Linked DNA regions of Arachis hypogaea: region 2 is linked to region 1. Evidence: chromatin contacts called from public Hi-C data. All regions are on one chromosome and are shown on one strand. The core of a region is the stretch at or near the end of the contact, and the rest is flanking DNA. Distances in the headings are between cores, read along the strand shown. Region 1 holds the start of LOC112801068 (pre-mRNA-splicing factor SPF27 homolog). Region 2 holds the start of LOC112803377 (protein FAR1-RELATED SEQUENCE 5-like).

What was found. A called contact is a pair of places that touch in the nucleus more often than the background predicts.
Region 2: a Hi-C map of leaf shows a contact between it and region 1, with 2.3 times the contacts expected there. The contact joins the promoter of LOC112803377 here to the promoter of LOC112801068 in region 1.

Annotation. Positions count from the first base shown.
Region 1 is chr5:30,043,987-30,051,927 of arahy.Tifrunner.gnm2.J5K5, reverse strand. LOC112801068 (pre-mRNA-splicing factor SPF27 homolog) reads right to left here and starts at 2,799. Exons shown (of 6, transcript XM_025843598.2): 1 at 2,395-2,799; 2 at 2,122-2,297; 3 at 1,942-2,025; 4 at 1,339-1,408; 5 at 1,119-1,252; 6 at 763-1,040. The coding sequence starts at 2,622. The coding sequence ends at 968. LOC112801067 (peroxisome biogenesis protein 3-2) reads right to left here. Exons shown (of 7, transcript XM_025843597.3): 5 at 7,130-7,257; 6 at 6,368-6,577; 7 at 5,730-6,277. The coding sequence ends at 6,019.
Region 2 is chr5:30,531,894-30,539,834 of arahy.Tifrunner.gnm2.J5K5, reverse strand. It overlaps LOC112803377 (protein FAR1-RELATED SEQUENCE 5-like), which reads right to left and starts at 2,673. Exons shown (of 2, transcript XM_025846878.1): 1 at 2,520-2,673. The coding sequence starts at 2,673. LOC112801088 reads right to left here. Exons shown (of 9, transcript XM_025843627.3): 7 at 6,106-6,390; 8 at 5,913-6,020; 9 at 4,298-5,004. The coding sequence ends at 4,429. LOC112801089 (putative serine carboxypeptidase-like 52) reads left to right here and starts at 5,080. Exons shown (of 3, transcript XM_025843628.3): 1 at 5,080-5,194; 2 at 5,286-5,399; 3 at 5,485-5,548. The coding sequence starts at 5,085. The coding sequence ends at 5,548.

The DNA of each region.
Region 1 (7,941 bases), core at 1,550-4,049:
AATAAATTGCATTATAAATTTAAGATTTTTACTCATTATAGAATACTTCTAAAATAACTAATAGATAAACTTCCAAAAAAAATATGAACACACACATCGAACTTCTTTAATATTTAATTTAAATAAACTTTATTTTTAACTTAAAAATAATTTTAATTTTATTTTTCAATAATATTAATTTTTTTACGATACATAATTATTCAATTATTTTTTAAGTATATATAAATAAAATACTCTTAATCACATTATTTTGTTCCAAGTAATTTGATTTTTTTTCATCTTGCTCTTAAAAATTTTTATTCATAAAATGTTTATCGAATGACTTATATATAAACATGCAAAAAAAATATGGCACATATACAATAAAATATAAATTATACCTTTTGTTTCTAATGTACTAAAACTTTTTAATATTTAATTTAGTTAAATTTTATTTTTAATTTTAAAATAAATTTTAATTTTATCCTTCAATAATATCATTCGGATTAAATTTATTTTTATTAAAAAAATAAAAAATAAATTAAATAAATATTTGCCTTAAAAAATTGAAATTATTGAAAAAAATTAAAATTTATTTAAAAGTGAAAAATAAAATTGAATTAAATTAAACATTAAAAAAATTTAGTATATTAAAACAAAACAATATTTATACTTTATTGCATATATAAATACTCTTTTTTTAAATTTCTCAAAAGTTTATATACTAGATATTTTACAAATACTAGTAAAAATCTTGAAGTCCTAAGCTAAAAGACACTATCATTTTACTTGATTTGATAATTCTTCTAATAATAATATCTCATAAGCATTAACAACCAAATAGAAATCTGTTTTCTTGTTTGTCCACTACTTTAGAAAAAATGTCAACTTCTTGGTACTCATTGACTCATGGTCCTTTTTCGACATTGATCCTAAAACAAAATACTGAGAAATCACACTAGATGGTTGATCAAAAACAAAAGAAAGATCAAGGTGCTAATGTCATACTTCTGAATTGAGCAAGGGTCCCATTTTCCGTGATGGCGTCCAAGTTCCAACCTCTGAAATGAAAAAACTAATTAACAGCAGCCGTATAGATGAAATTTGATAGAGGAAACAAAAATTAATAGCAAGTTTACCTTTCCGCTGCTTCTGTCTCCAGTTCTATTATGCGAGCTTCAAGTGAAGCACACGCAGTTTGTATTGCTATATTTTTCTGACACAGATCCTTCCACTGCATTGACAAAGCATCGAGCTCGTATGCCGTATTTTGCTGACAAGTGAAACAAAGCATTCTCAAGTAAAAGTATATCAGAGATTTAACAAACAACCAAAGGATGGAGCAGAAAGTCATTTCACCTGATGATATTTTCTTTCACGATTTACTTTCTCAATCTTTTCATTTAGTTCCTGAGCTAATTTCTGTATTCTGCAAATATAAACCAACACAACTGTGATCAATTGACCACTCGAAGTTGCCATGTTCACACTAAACTTGATAAACAAAGATGAGACCAGTATTATATTTGACACATCATATTGCACTTTTCCTTTATTCCTAACAGCCAAAGGAAAGGACAGGACATATTCATTATTTTTGTAACTTGCTTCTTTGAGACTCTTGTTTATTTAGTTATGGTTAATCTATTATGTTTGTCCTTATAATTTTACCAAATTTATATTTAGATTCTTATAATTTAAAATTTTTCAATTGAGTACTTGTACTTCTTTAAATTTTGTAATTAGATCTTTGTCATGTAACAGACGTTTTCTCATAGCAAAAACATGAAAACATACTTACAATATTCAAAATAGTGTAGGGATCCAATGAAAAGCTTTTAAATAATAGAAACATAATTACACATTTGGTGAAATTATAAGACTACGGAATCATTTAACCTTTATTTATTTGCATTCATACATATAAAATGGAGTGAATGAAGCAATAATAAATATCCAAACCTTGTCAAATATACTTCCAATCGATTGTTGTGTTGTTTCCAAGCATCAGGTCCATACTTTAACAACAAATCAAGATTTTCCATCCTGAAGAAAAGGCAATAAGAGGAAGGTTAAATCATAAATGCACAATGTTAATAGTAATATTCAGTTGATAGAGAGAGATTTGAGAGAGAGAGATACCTGGTAATCTGATATTGCAGAAGGCGCTGAGATCTCTGAAGTGCTTGCTTCCAAGCAGTTTCATCGTTCCTCTTACTGACAGCTGGCGTTTCCAATTCATAACGAGACCGATCAAGAGCAACGGGAGCCCTTCCAGCTCTTACACGCTCGTACTCTCTACCAATCATTGGGTACTCCTGCAATAATTCACGCAACACTAACTCTTTAGTTACTGCAACAATTAGAACGAAAAGAAGAAGAAAAAAAAGAAAAAGAAAAACCCTAATTTGTGACCTGAAAATTGAAGGTGGGAAGAGGGGGCAAGTCGTTGAGGAAGTCGGCGGGCTTCTTGGTACTGCGGCGCATTTCCTCCTCCACTAAACGGTCAACCTCCGCCTTCACTCTGGGGTTGGCATAGTCCGAGTCGATGTAAGGTAAAGCATCGATGGAAGAACATGTTTGGCGCCCATAAGAAGGTGGAGCTTCCAGCATCGGTATGTCGCCATTGCCTCCATCAGCCATGGTGAAATAGAAAGATCCAAGTGCCCCCAATCACCTTACTACTTAATTAGCACAAACGCAACGATGCCTTCAGACCTTTACTCGTGGGTGTGGTTCAATTTCATAAGGCTCTGGAACACTCCACCGATGCAATTATATTTTGAATTTTTGACCCAAAAAAGTGATATATTATTGTTCGAGATTTTGAGTAATAAAAAATTTATTTTATAATTTTAAAAACTTTTAAAATTAATATCTTTATTAAATAAATGACAAAAATTAATTTATCCATTTTACTAAAATTTTATGTAAGAATTAATAAGTCTAATAAAATTAAAAAATAAAAAATAATTTAATAATTAAAATTTGTTAAAAGTTAAATTATATAACTAAAAATTATTTGAAGACTAAATATTAATTTGGATTGGGTTTTTTAGTAAAAAAAGGTATTTTTTAAATAAAATATTTTTATTTAATTTAAAATTCACTTAGATACATCTTTTAAAAAAAGTGTTTTTATTAAAAAATTAAATTATTTATTTTTTCTAAAAGCTAACAATACTTTATTTTAAAAAAAATAAAAATATTTTTAATACTTAAAAACTCTTTTTAAAAAAATTATTTAAATATAAAATAATTTTTATCTATTAAAAATAGATTTTTTAAAAAAATAAAATAATAAATATTTTTTTCAAAAACCAATCCAAACTAACCCTAATTTAATATATTACTCTTATGGTTATGTGTTAAAAATATTTGTATTATTTTTTTATCTATCTTTTTGGTATATTTTTATAGTATTTTTTATCCATTGCTTTTAATACTAAAAATAAAGTTATAATAAAAAACACAAAAATAATACACATAAGAATTCACGTATTTTTATTTTTATAAATTAAATAAACGTAATAATCATCGAAATAAATAATTTAAAAATATTTATTGAAATAAATATATCTCTCTTCTCTCATTTACAGATTTTGCATATATCTCATTTACACGATATATATATATTTTTTAAAAAATTAAAAATAATAAAAAATACTAATATTATGAATAATTCAAACTTTTAGCATGCAATTAATACATAAAAAAAGTTAGTAGAAGAGATTAAACGAATTGCATGTATTAATAAACGAATTTGTAATATATGGTGATTCGAATCACCATATAACTTAGGAGTACTATAAAAATTTGTAATATATGGTTGACTTAGGACATTAAAGAAATACTTTACATAGTCAATAATAATTTAGATCTTAAAGAAAAAATATTTTTATCATGTATTTACCTAAATCACTAGAATATTACAAACTTTTATAGTACTCATAACATCTTTTAAGCTATTTTTTTAAAATTATTTTGTATTAGAATAACATATATTTTTTAATTATTTTATATGGAATAAAATATTTTCTTTCATTTCTAAATTATTATTGACAATGTAAAGTATTTTATTTAAAATTTGAGTACATGCATGTATTTACCTAAGTTATTAGAACATTACAAATTTTTATAGTACTTCTAACATTTTTAAGCCTTTTTTTAAATTGTTTTGCATAGGATAAAATATTTTTTGTAGTATAATTTAAATAAATTTATTAAAAAATATTCATGAGTTATTAAAAATGGACAAAAGAGTATTGTATGGAATTCGAATTGATAGATTACAAATATTTTAAAGAAGTCTCATAATTAAATATTTTGTTAGCTTTTTTTAATGTATGAAATAAAATATATATTTTTTAATTTTTAAATTATTAATTTTTTAATAAATTTTTTAAATAAATTATTAATTTTTTAACAGCATAGGAATTACTGTGTAATTCAAACCCAGCTGGTTCGAATGACTATGTGTGTATGTTTTGTGTATAATTCAAACCCAGCTGGTTCGAATTATGTAGAAATGGAGTTCGAATTTAGCTGGTTCGAATTACATATAAACGTACATTGGTAGATTCATGAAGCAGTTTTCGTTTTGGTTGATTCGTGTAAAATTTTGCTCCCCTTGACTTATTATTGTGGTTTTCCCAAAAGTAAAAGTAAAAGACGTTTTTAATATTAAAAACTCTTTTTAAAAGATTTAGGGCTTGTTTAGGTGAGCTTTTAAAAAAATATCTTTTTTCGAGTTATCTTTTTTTTAAAAGATCTTATAGAGAAGTAAAAGTAATTTTATGTTTGGATATCTTATGTAAAAAAGTCTTTTTATCTATCAATTATATTTGGACATAACAATATAAAAGTACTTTTTTGTTTATTTATTATATGAAAAACATCTTTTTTTTAAGGAAAAAGATCTTTGAAAAAAAATGTAAATTACAACTTATCAAAAAAATTCTTTTTTTGATTTTACTAGTGCTTTTACTTTTACTACTAGAAATTTGCCAAACACGTTAAAAAATAAAAAAAGATCTTTTTTTTAACAAAATAATAGCGTCCAAACATGCACTTATCCAAATATAAAATGATTTTTGTCCATTAAAACAAGATAAAAAATAAATAAATATTTTTTCCTAAAAATCAATCGAAACTGACTAGTCATTTTTGGATTTTGGAGAATAAAAGGAGATAAAACAGTTTGTGCATCACAAAAACTTTTTTGTCTTCACTTTTTATCTTGTTTAAATACTAAAATGAAATGTTATTTAGCTATGTATCTAGGAAGACAAATTAGAGTATGCTCAACATTCTATTTGTCGACTCAACGCCAGAAAAAGTCCAAGAACTAAGCCAAGACTAAATCTCGAAAATCAATATATTGAATTTTGAATCTGAATTACTAAAATGGCAAAAACTGTCAATTTCAGAACAATGGGTAGCTGGTGATATCCCATTAAATCAGTGCAATCAATATTAATATATCAATATATGATATGTTTCTATTTAGTGAACCGCAGAAAGAAGAAAAATCATCATCTCATCTCTGCTCTTCCCTCACTTATCCTTTTATTCAAAAGATCAGTCTGTTGATCATCAGACGCATATATATATATATATATATATATATATATATATATATATATATAAAGAATTCTGATGTGGAAACCAAAAGACCAAGCACTGGCATAGTTACAATTAATAATTTGAATTGCCAATCCAACAAGCACTATATGAAATGAATAAACATGTTTATGAAATCATGTCACTTATATTACTGAAAGAAAAGGAAGCATAGATGTAGTCGCTAATAAAGCCGGGTTTCTGGTTCCTCCAAAAGCCTCCTAGTTAGAGCAAAAGGGGGAGCAGCATCATACAACAACACTTGATAGTTGGTACACCAAAGGGAAATGTCATATACTGATTCTGATAAACGCTAATCTCTTTGCACCTTTTGAATATTTGTACACTAATACCACATACCTTCCAATGCAATAAATTGAATCTTTTGTCTCTTTTGTTCGAAACATAAAATCTTAATCAATATGCACTTGGCATATTTGCATAGAGGCGAGTGAAAAATGGTTCAACCTCTGGTATACATTTAATGATTCTGATGAACTGATTCTTGCTGGGTTCTTCAAGGAGCAAAGGGCACATCTGTGCAACTTGAGGCAAGACTCTCGCCAGAGGCAGCCCCGTTGCTATACTTCCTCCTCTAAATTTAGCTCCCATCTGCTCCACCACTTCATTCACCACCACTTTCATACATATCTCTATAATGCTCCCAAATTCAGCACTGAAAAAGAAAGGAAGCAAATCATTTTGAGTGATGGTGAAACTCAATAATGAAATAGTATCAACCCTTCTCTCACAGAAATATATAAACCTTAATAACACTGCTCGCGCTTCCATCATAAGTTGTTCAAATTCCGTCACATCAGAAGGAGCTGGATCATCAATTCTGGAAGTTGCAGAATCCTCGGGCATCACATACTTTATCCAGGAGTGTGGACTCCCTTGGCTCATGAATATGATGAGTATCTGCATTATTGTTTCATGTAGTGCTGTACTGTTGAAGAAATGGCTCAGCTGCTTTCTGCAAATTGAAATTATGTTGCTTCATTCAAAATAGGTTTTAAGACATCTCTAGAGTCCAGATCCTACAAACTCAGTCAGTATTTGCAAGTCCCAACCCAATTATTAACCCAAGACTTAATTACCTCTCTATTGAAATATACATGAAGCCAAGAAAGGCACAATTTTTGGTGAACTATTTAACTGTTGCTTTATTGCGAACTTTTAAAGGAGGCTGCTCAAAGTTTGATAGATGTGTTTTAGATGCATAACTTTGAATCCATCAGGTTTATACGTCCAGCCAGGTGTTTAATACCAAATGGATGGTTCAACTTAAAAGAATTAGAAGCAATCTGGATTTTCAGTTCAAAAACAATAGTGAGGAGAAGATTTAAAGTCTGGAAGTTTCAAAACACAGTTCCAGATATTGACAGCTTGACAAATAAATTTCTTTGGCCTCAACTGTACAATTTAGCTCATGCAATCTTATGAAGAGTTTAAAAACAATACTTTATATATCTGGGAGAAGATTCCCCACTACTTGCTATTATCAGAATATAAAAAGAAACATCACCCTTTGAGAGCTTCTTGCGTTGCCGCCTCCATATCTGAAATCAAGGGAGGCATGCCATGTTGACAGAGAAAATCAACAGTTCCTAGAAATTTCTGCTGGTCTTCTTTATCAACCAGATCTCCACTTTCCTACACACAAACCGAGAAGAATAATAAAGCTTTTTAGGTTAAACGGGATCTGCCATGTGTGAAATAGTTGATATTTCAAACGTATTCGCAGTAATCTTGAATTGGATGGTTCTTTTGCAGTTTAATTAGGAATAAGGAAGACAATAAATACAGTCCCTAAAAGATTTGACTGGAAAGCTTTGAAATTCTGGCCTCTCTAGAGAATTGACCTGTGCACTGATTCAATCAACAGAGTAGCAAACACCTAAATTTTAACTAGAGAAACTATTCCAATTTTTTAAATACTTTCTCACCTCTCCCTGGAATTAAGTTCATCACCTAAACATAATCTCAAGATAAAATATAAAATCCATAGCACCAAAATGACCGCCAACAAATACAGCAGCTAATTGTTTCACAGCATCTGTGAAACCAAGCAAAATGCAAGGAAAATTCTAAAGCCTCAACTATAAACTATAACCTTTATATGACATACTCGCTCTCTATTAGTCACAAATGTTCCACCTTTCTCAGGAATTTGTGCTGTCACCTGCACTCCATTCAGGAGAGGACCTATAAAGCGTGATATCTGGTTTCCTTTAAACTCCTTCTATATCCAAAGCATCCCATTATACTCAACATAATAAGAGTCATAAACAAATAAACTCTAAAAAAGGGAAAATGGTGGAAAAAAAAGTTGTTCTC
Region 2 (7,941 bases), core at 1,424-3,923, 490 kb before region 1:
TTTTTATAATAAGTAAGTTTTTCAATAATTTAATTTATTAAAAAATCTCATCTTTTTATTTATCCTACAAAATAAAAATTCATATTAATAGTTTTGAATGAGACAATTAAAATAAAATATAAAAATAAAGCTTGAATAAAAAAAATACAAAGTTTTCAATCTAAAAATATAAAATAGTTAAAAAATAAAAAATTATTTAAATATGATTTTTCAAGACGCTCTATAACTTAGATGAATAAATATTATTTTTAAAATGAATCATGATATATTGATACAAAACTTATTGTGTGTAAATTTTTTTAAAAATTAATAAATCTCTCTCGTTAATAACAATATTGGAACTTAAATTTGAACGCTAATTGATATTCTATATTGTGTAGGTACTTAGAATATATTAAAAAAGTACGTTAATAATTTGAAGAGAAAAATTATTAGTGTAAATTTATTTTTTAAAAAAATTAATCCTTATTGAACTATTCTACTTTTATTCTTTCAAAACATATCTTAATAAAAATATTTGTAATAATAATTTACATCCAATAAGAATATCTTAACGAGCAGTTACATCATTCTGTCATGGGTTAATGCAAAATTTACAGAACGTGAGTACGTGATTGAGTTTGTTGTTTTAGATTATAAACATAGGGGTAAAATAGGAAAAAAATAATCGAAACGAATAATTGCAAAATTAGAAATTCTATTCACTAACCTCGATTTTGTAATCAAAACGATGGTTTATTTTTTGAACACTACAATAAAAAACTTGATTGGACCTTTGCTGATTACTGCAATGGTGATTAACGATGAAGAAACAGTGGATATTAAATAGACGGATAAAAAATAAAAAAAATTGAATATTGAGTAGATGGATGTTCCAAAGAAAAACAATTAAATTTTTTATAATAAAAGAAAATGATACACAATTTCAATGGTGGATTGAATAATTAATGATGGATTATTCACCAATTTATAATGTTAATATTAAGGAAAAGATAAGATTAGTTTATCTACATCAAAATAAAACAGCAAAAATTGAATATAGAATTTTAAAGATAAGATAGATGAATAATAAGATAATTTTTAAAAAGATAACAAGATTGAAATAGGCGTAGGACACATTTCAATCGATTGGGTAGCATTACCAATCGATTGAAGTTGGCAAAAAATTCAACTTCATCACCTTCCAATCGATTGGATTACATTACCAATCGATTGAATTTGGCTAAAACTTCAATGTCATCACTTTCCAATCGATTGTATTTGGCAAATCCATGTTGTTTTCGTAAATTCAATCGATTGAGTAAAAAAACAATCGATTGTTTTTGGGCATTCATTCGATTGGAAAGTATAAACAATCGATTGGTTTAAGCGAAAAGCATTCTACCTTACACCTTTCAATCGATTGTTTTGTGGTACATTGTAATTCAATCGATTGAGTTACAATTCAATCGATTGTTTTGATAAACCAATCGATTGAACTTCAAGGAAACACGATTCGGAAGCCATGGACGAACGTCACGAGATCAAATTTAATATTTTAATCAATTGGAATGGCCAAATGCTTTATTAGGATCAACGGAGGATATAATTGGTTGTTGTTTTTGTATTTGATTGTTAATAAATATATTTGATAATTGATAAAATAATAATTTATAAAATAAAAAACAGTTTTTATAATTAAATAAAATATATGGGGTTAATTTGTAATTAAAATTAGTTTAAGGACTATGTAGCAATTGTTAAAAAACTCTAAAAACATGTTTTCTAATGGGACCATTAAGTAGTCCAAACATTCTGGGACCACCGAATCTTGACCCTTGTTATACCCAAACATATAATTGATAGATAAAAAGACCTTTTTACATGAGATATCCAAACATAAAATTACTTTTACTTTTCTATAAGATCTTTTAAAAAAAGATAATTCGAAAAAAGATATTTTCTTAAAAACTCATCCAAACAAACTCTAAATTTCTTAGCCACAATTTTTTTCCTAGCCAATGTTAACAGGTTATTTAATATCAGTTTTTTTATGATAAAATAAAAACATGTACACAAAACATTTGGTTTTTTCACGCTTTATCAGTAGTTAGGTCTGATTTTTTTTTTCACATAATTTTTTGCTAATATTAGTGGATTATTTAATAACGTATAAATCTATGGTTAAAATAAATATTTTTTTCTTAAATAATCTCTAGGCCATAATTACTAATTGAATAGGTTTTTTTTTTTCAAATTGTTGCTTCTGTTCATTTCTTTATATATATACACTAACATTTTAAAAGTAGAAATAGCAGTAGTATCCGATCCTGCGGTTACCCGACCTGCTTTTACTGTTAGGGCAAGTTTAAACCCGACCTGGAACGAGGGGCGAAATCAGATCGGAGCGGGACGGGATTGGTGTCTGGATAAACCCATCCCTACCCGCCCTCGAGTACCTATATATATATACATTTTTTAAGATTTTAAGGTTCCTCAATCCTCACCGCCAATGCCTTCATAGTCTCATTAACTCATACCTTCGGCCCCCAACCCTAGCAGAAAAGAGAGAACGAAAGTCACTTCTTCTTCTCCGCAGTGAAGCTCAAATCTGGTCACCTTCATTGCGCCGTAGAGCCTTCCGCCGAGCTTGTCACCGTTGCTGCACTGCCGTCCTACTGAATCCCTCGCCATGTTGTCGCGTTGCCAAACCTACTTGTCGTCGCTGTGCTGCCGATTCCGTGGCCCCTTCATCGCTGTGCTGCGGTGTCCTCTTTGTCGCTGTCTTCCTTTTCTGGTAACTGGTAAGTTCCCTGTCTCTGTCTCACATTATGAATGTGTAAAAAAATCTGCACTAAATGTTTGAATCTAAATGTCCCCCTTTCTCTGACATTATGCTCTCTATTTTTTGTTGGAAGTTCTTGATCGGTTTATTCTTCAATTCACATGTATATCGATCTTTAGTTATTTTTTATTTATTTTTAAATTCAAGTTTGATTATTTGTTTTTGCTTGATCAGGTAGCTTCAATTATATGGTTTCCATTTTTTTTTATCATGATCATGATAGTTGTTGTTAGAGTTTGACTGGAGATTGTTCATTTATCATATTTTTTTACATTAAATTTCGTTTTGTATTTTTTTTATTATTTTCTCTTGTTGTGATTGAAATTTTGTGTTTGGTCAGGTAATTTCTTTGATTCATGTCATGAAAATTCGACTTGATTGTCGAAGATCTAACATAACCCTCCTCCTTTATCCAAGCTTTGGACCGGCTATGTACACAAGTGTAATATAGGATCCAAGTAGGTTGGTTAAAATGACGGAGTGCATCTGGTTGTAGTAGCACCTATGGTAAAAAAATGGTAAAATCGCGTCTCACGTGGATTGGACATGTGAGAAGAAAACCGACAGAACACCCAGTTAATAGGATGGATGAGATAGAAGATGGATAACGGATGAAAAATAAAAGACCATCTATCAGGTGGTCAAACGATATCTACATATTGGTGGGACAAGTCTTTGTTATTATTGTTATTGGTAAGGTTATTTCTGTTTTGTTTTAGATCTTTTTGAGAGAAGATAAGAAAATAAAAGGTGGTTTTGATTTATCTAAAACTAATGTTGCTGTCATTCTGTTTTTTTTTCTTCCGATGAATGCATACATGTAGAAAAAATTGTGTTGTGTTGGGTTGATTTTTTATTGAAATCTAATTAACTGATTATTTATTTTAGTGGATCATATTTTTTCTTAAGTTTGTCACTACTAGAAAATGGCTTAATAAAGACAGATTTACAGACAGATTTGGTTTATATTACAGACGGATTTTTAGTTACCGACGGAATTACTGACGGATTTTGTCCCTTTGTAAAAGCCTCGTCGGAAATTAGTTACCGACGGATTTTTTTCTGTCGGAAAATTACCGACGGATTTTTACTAGTTACCGACGGATTTTCCCTCTGTAAATTTTCCCTCCATTTCCTGAAGAAGACGATCTTTCCGACGGATTTTCAGACGGATTTTCCGTCTGTAATTACAGAGAGATTTTTCGACAGATTTTCCGTCGGTAATTACAGACAAATTTTCCGACGAATTTTTCCTCGGTAATCATAGACGGATTTTTCGACAGATTTTCTGTCTGTAATTTTTTTTTAGATTACAGACAGAAAATCTGTCTGTAAATCTGTCAGTAAGATAAAATGAAATTTTTTTTAGATTTTTCATTGTAAAACAAACCTGTTTTATACAAAATAATATAAATTTAATAATTACAATTTTTTATCTAATTAGTATTCAAATATTTATAATATTACAAAAAATAAACAAATTCATCATATTATAAAGCTAAAAGAAAAGTATTATAAACAAGCAAGTCAATATAATTCAAAACATAAACAAAGTGTATTATCAACTATAATCCTCAGTATATTGTTCAACCATACTAAATTTATCAACTATAGTCCTCAGTGTCATCTTCATCCCCATCATCATCATAGTCTTCATCCGAAGAGATTGAAGGTGGCGGCGGTGGCGGTGGCGGTGGAGCAGTAGTGGAACTACTTGACGCTCTAACCTTCTTGTAATAGCTAACATAAGCCTCATTCCATCTCTTCTGTTTCAGCTTTTCCTTCTTGGCCTTTCCAATTGCCCGTTCTAACTTTTCTAACTTCTTTTGAGTCTTTTCCAAAGGAGCCAAGCGTGTATCTAACAACTTACTAATACGCTCATCTGTCTGTTGAGTAACACGTTGAAAAAGCTCTTCATTGAGATTATGAATCTGTTCTCGCAAATCAGGAACAAAATTTTGATTTGTAGATGCTCTTCCAGATACAGAGTTGGCAGAAGTGGTTCTAGACTTAATAGAGCTAGAAAAGAATGCTCCTTTTCCGTAAACTCGATTCTTCTTTTGCCCACCACACACTTCCTCCCAAATCAAGTCTTCATCAATTGGTGGTAGCTCCATTCCTTGTGCTTGAGCCTCAACATGTTGGGCCTGAACTTCTGCTAACTTTTTTATAAACTTCTCCTGTTGCAGAATGATTATTAGCAATGCTATTTAATTTGCATACTATATCAAGTTATGAAAATATTTATTAGGGAATCAAGATGGAATGGAACAGATGCAATCGGAGTTTATCTTACACCTATGATGTCACAAGCACTGTACCATATCACAAGTATCTTATTAACAAAGACTATAAAGTTTTGATTTACAGGTAAAATATATATTTACACAGTTATACATCGTACACATTGTTTATAGCTCTAATTAATTATTAAATTCACATCACCATGTGGAGTATACAGTGGAGATCATGATGCAGTTATTCCATATTTGGGTACAATGACATGGATAAAATCTCTGAATTTGTCGCTCAAACGAGACTGGTTACCGTGGTATGTAGGTGGACAAGTAGGAGGGTAAGTACACTTGATTATATTTACATCCTCTGCTAATTAACAAGTATATAAAAACATAAACATAAACTAACATGTATTTCTGTAGATATACATTGCAGTATACACAGGGGAATTATAACCTAGTGTATGCAACTGTGAAGGCAAGATAAAGCATTTAATTATATTTGACACACTGATTTAATTTCTTATGGAGAAATTAAAATAAATAATGTATTATAATATTATTAAACATACAGAAGATTTTCACAGTTCAAATCATCAAATGCATGGCAGAACAAAAATCAATTATAACAAATAATGTTTCTTTGCTCAGATCTGGAAGAAATTAGAGTTTCATTTTGCTTGAAATGTTAAAAAACAAAGGTACTATAACTCTGGTTTTTGGATGTAATTCTGTTATAAAAACAAAATTAAAAAACACAACTACTACTACTAATAATAATAAGTAACAGAGAAGAAACTAAATAGTAGTAGTGAAAAATCTATCTACTTAATATTTATACTATATCTCACATGAGTGTCTTGAGAGCGTTTGTCCACCCATTTAGACTTGTCACTTTTAAGTGTGTGGGTTTCCTTGAAGACTTCCTCATGAGTTGGTGTACGGTCTAACTGCTTCTTCTATTTCACATAAACACAGAATAAAAAATTTTTATATAAATAAATGTCTATTAAATAAGATCTAAAGCCACTTAAATTATGTTACCATCCTCTCTATAGTTGAGCTCAGTGGAATAGAACCACCGCAATGGACAGAACCACCTAAGAGTGACGCTCGATTCTCCCTCGCTTTTTTCCTTATATTTTTCCATTTCTCATCCGTTTCCCAGTACTTTTCCAACAACTTTTTGTAAGCAGGAATTAGCCATTCGTGGGTTGTATCCACACCCTCACGGATATCCGACATCATTTGGCTAAATCGCTTACTTGCCCTATATTTGAAAGCCTTCCAAAAAAACTCCTCATCATCGTCATCAATAAGAAAATGGCTCTGCACATAAAAAAGATACTATAATATAAGATAAGACAAGAAAATAACACAGTATTAAGCTCTTTTTGGATACAAGAAAATAACTCCAGTTCATGATTCATTGTTACCTCTTTTTGGATCCTGTATGTTCCTATTTTAATTATGTAAGGAATTTATTCGAAAAATAAATAGAGAGTATATAACTATATATCATGAATTATGGTATATCAACATGATTATTCAGAACTGATTGAAACAGGTAAACAAAACTTAGTAATTTATATACAGGACATTTATAAAGCTAAGTGAAACACGATAGTTGAGAGTGCACACAACCTTCCCACAAAGGCTTTTGAGCTGCCTCAAGAAGATCAAAAAAGTTTTTAGCCTCTACATGAGGATCCTCTGGACCAGCAGAATCGAAAACCATTTCATGATACCTTCTGGAGTTGTCTTCCCAGCTAATGTCATACATATCACATTCTTCCACATTTGCACCACTTCCTGAACCACCTTCCCCACAATTATTGAATCCCATCTGATTAATCCCTATGTCATCAATCTCTCCATGTTCTGTCCAAATTCAATAATTTGGCATAAACCCCTTTTCCCACAAATGCATCTTAATAATGTTCAGCTCTTTATAGTTTGTGCATCTACACTTAACGCATGGGCATCTACACTTTCCTTCCGACTTCACAACATCTAACTTACTAATCGTTTCTATAAAATCCTCAACCTTGTCATAAAACTCAGGTTTAATACCCCCTCTTGTTGGATTCAACCTATCATACATCCACACTCGATGGTGCCAAGACATATCTTACGAATTCGATGTTTTTAGTACCTATAAATTATCCAACACAAGTAACATTTCATCTCTCATAAGCAATAACCTAGAAATATTTAACCATATCAATGTTTTCAATGCAATACAAGCAACAACACAACATAAGCAATATTTCTTTTATCATACAATATCCTAGAAATCAATGAAGTTTACAATACAAAAATTGCACTAACCTGAAATTCAAGCAAAAAGTTGAAGAGATTGGACCAAAAATTTCTGAGCGAACACACAAATTAATCTTCTAACAATTAACTACTGTGCAATAAGAGAGAGAGAGAGAGAGTTAGGAAATTGCTATGGGAACATGAACAGTTCATCAGCTAACATGATTTTAATAATTAAAGAAGTGATTGTAACGTTTATTATTTGTTAGACATGTAATGAACCGTATCCAAACTCCTAGGTAGGTTAACATGTTCAATAATAAGCTCAACAACATGAAGCTAGTGATATATGGTTTCCTTAGTATGAGAGTTAAAAAATTAACCAACTATATATATCACCAGAAAATTCCAAATGATTAAGCAATTTGCGGAATTAATTTTTTTTTTATTTCTTCATTGGTATGATAATCTTTTTTTTTTATTCCAGAATATAACTGGAATAGCACTACTACACTAGCAAGAAGATTTTTATGTTTAGGACTTATTATTAAGAAGTATTATTTTTTGGTTTCCCTAACATGAATTTAATTTTTATACCCTCACAGCAGAGTAAAAACT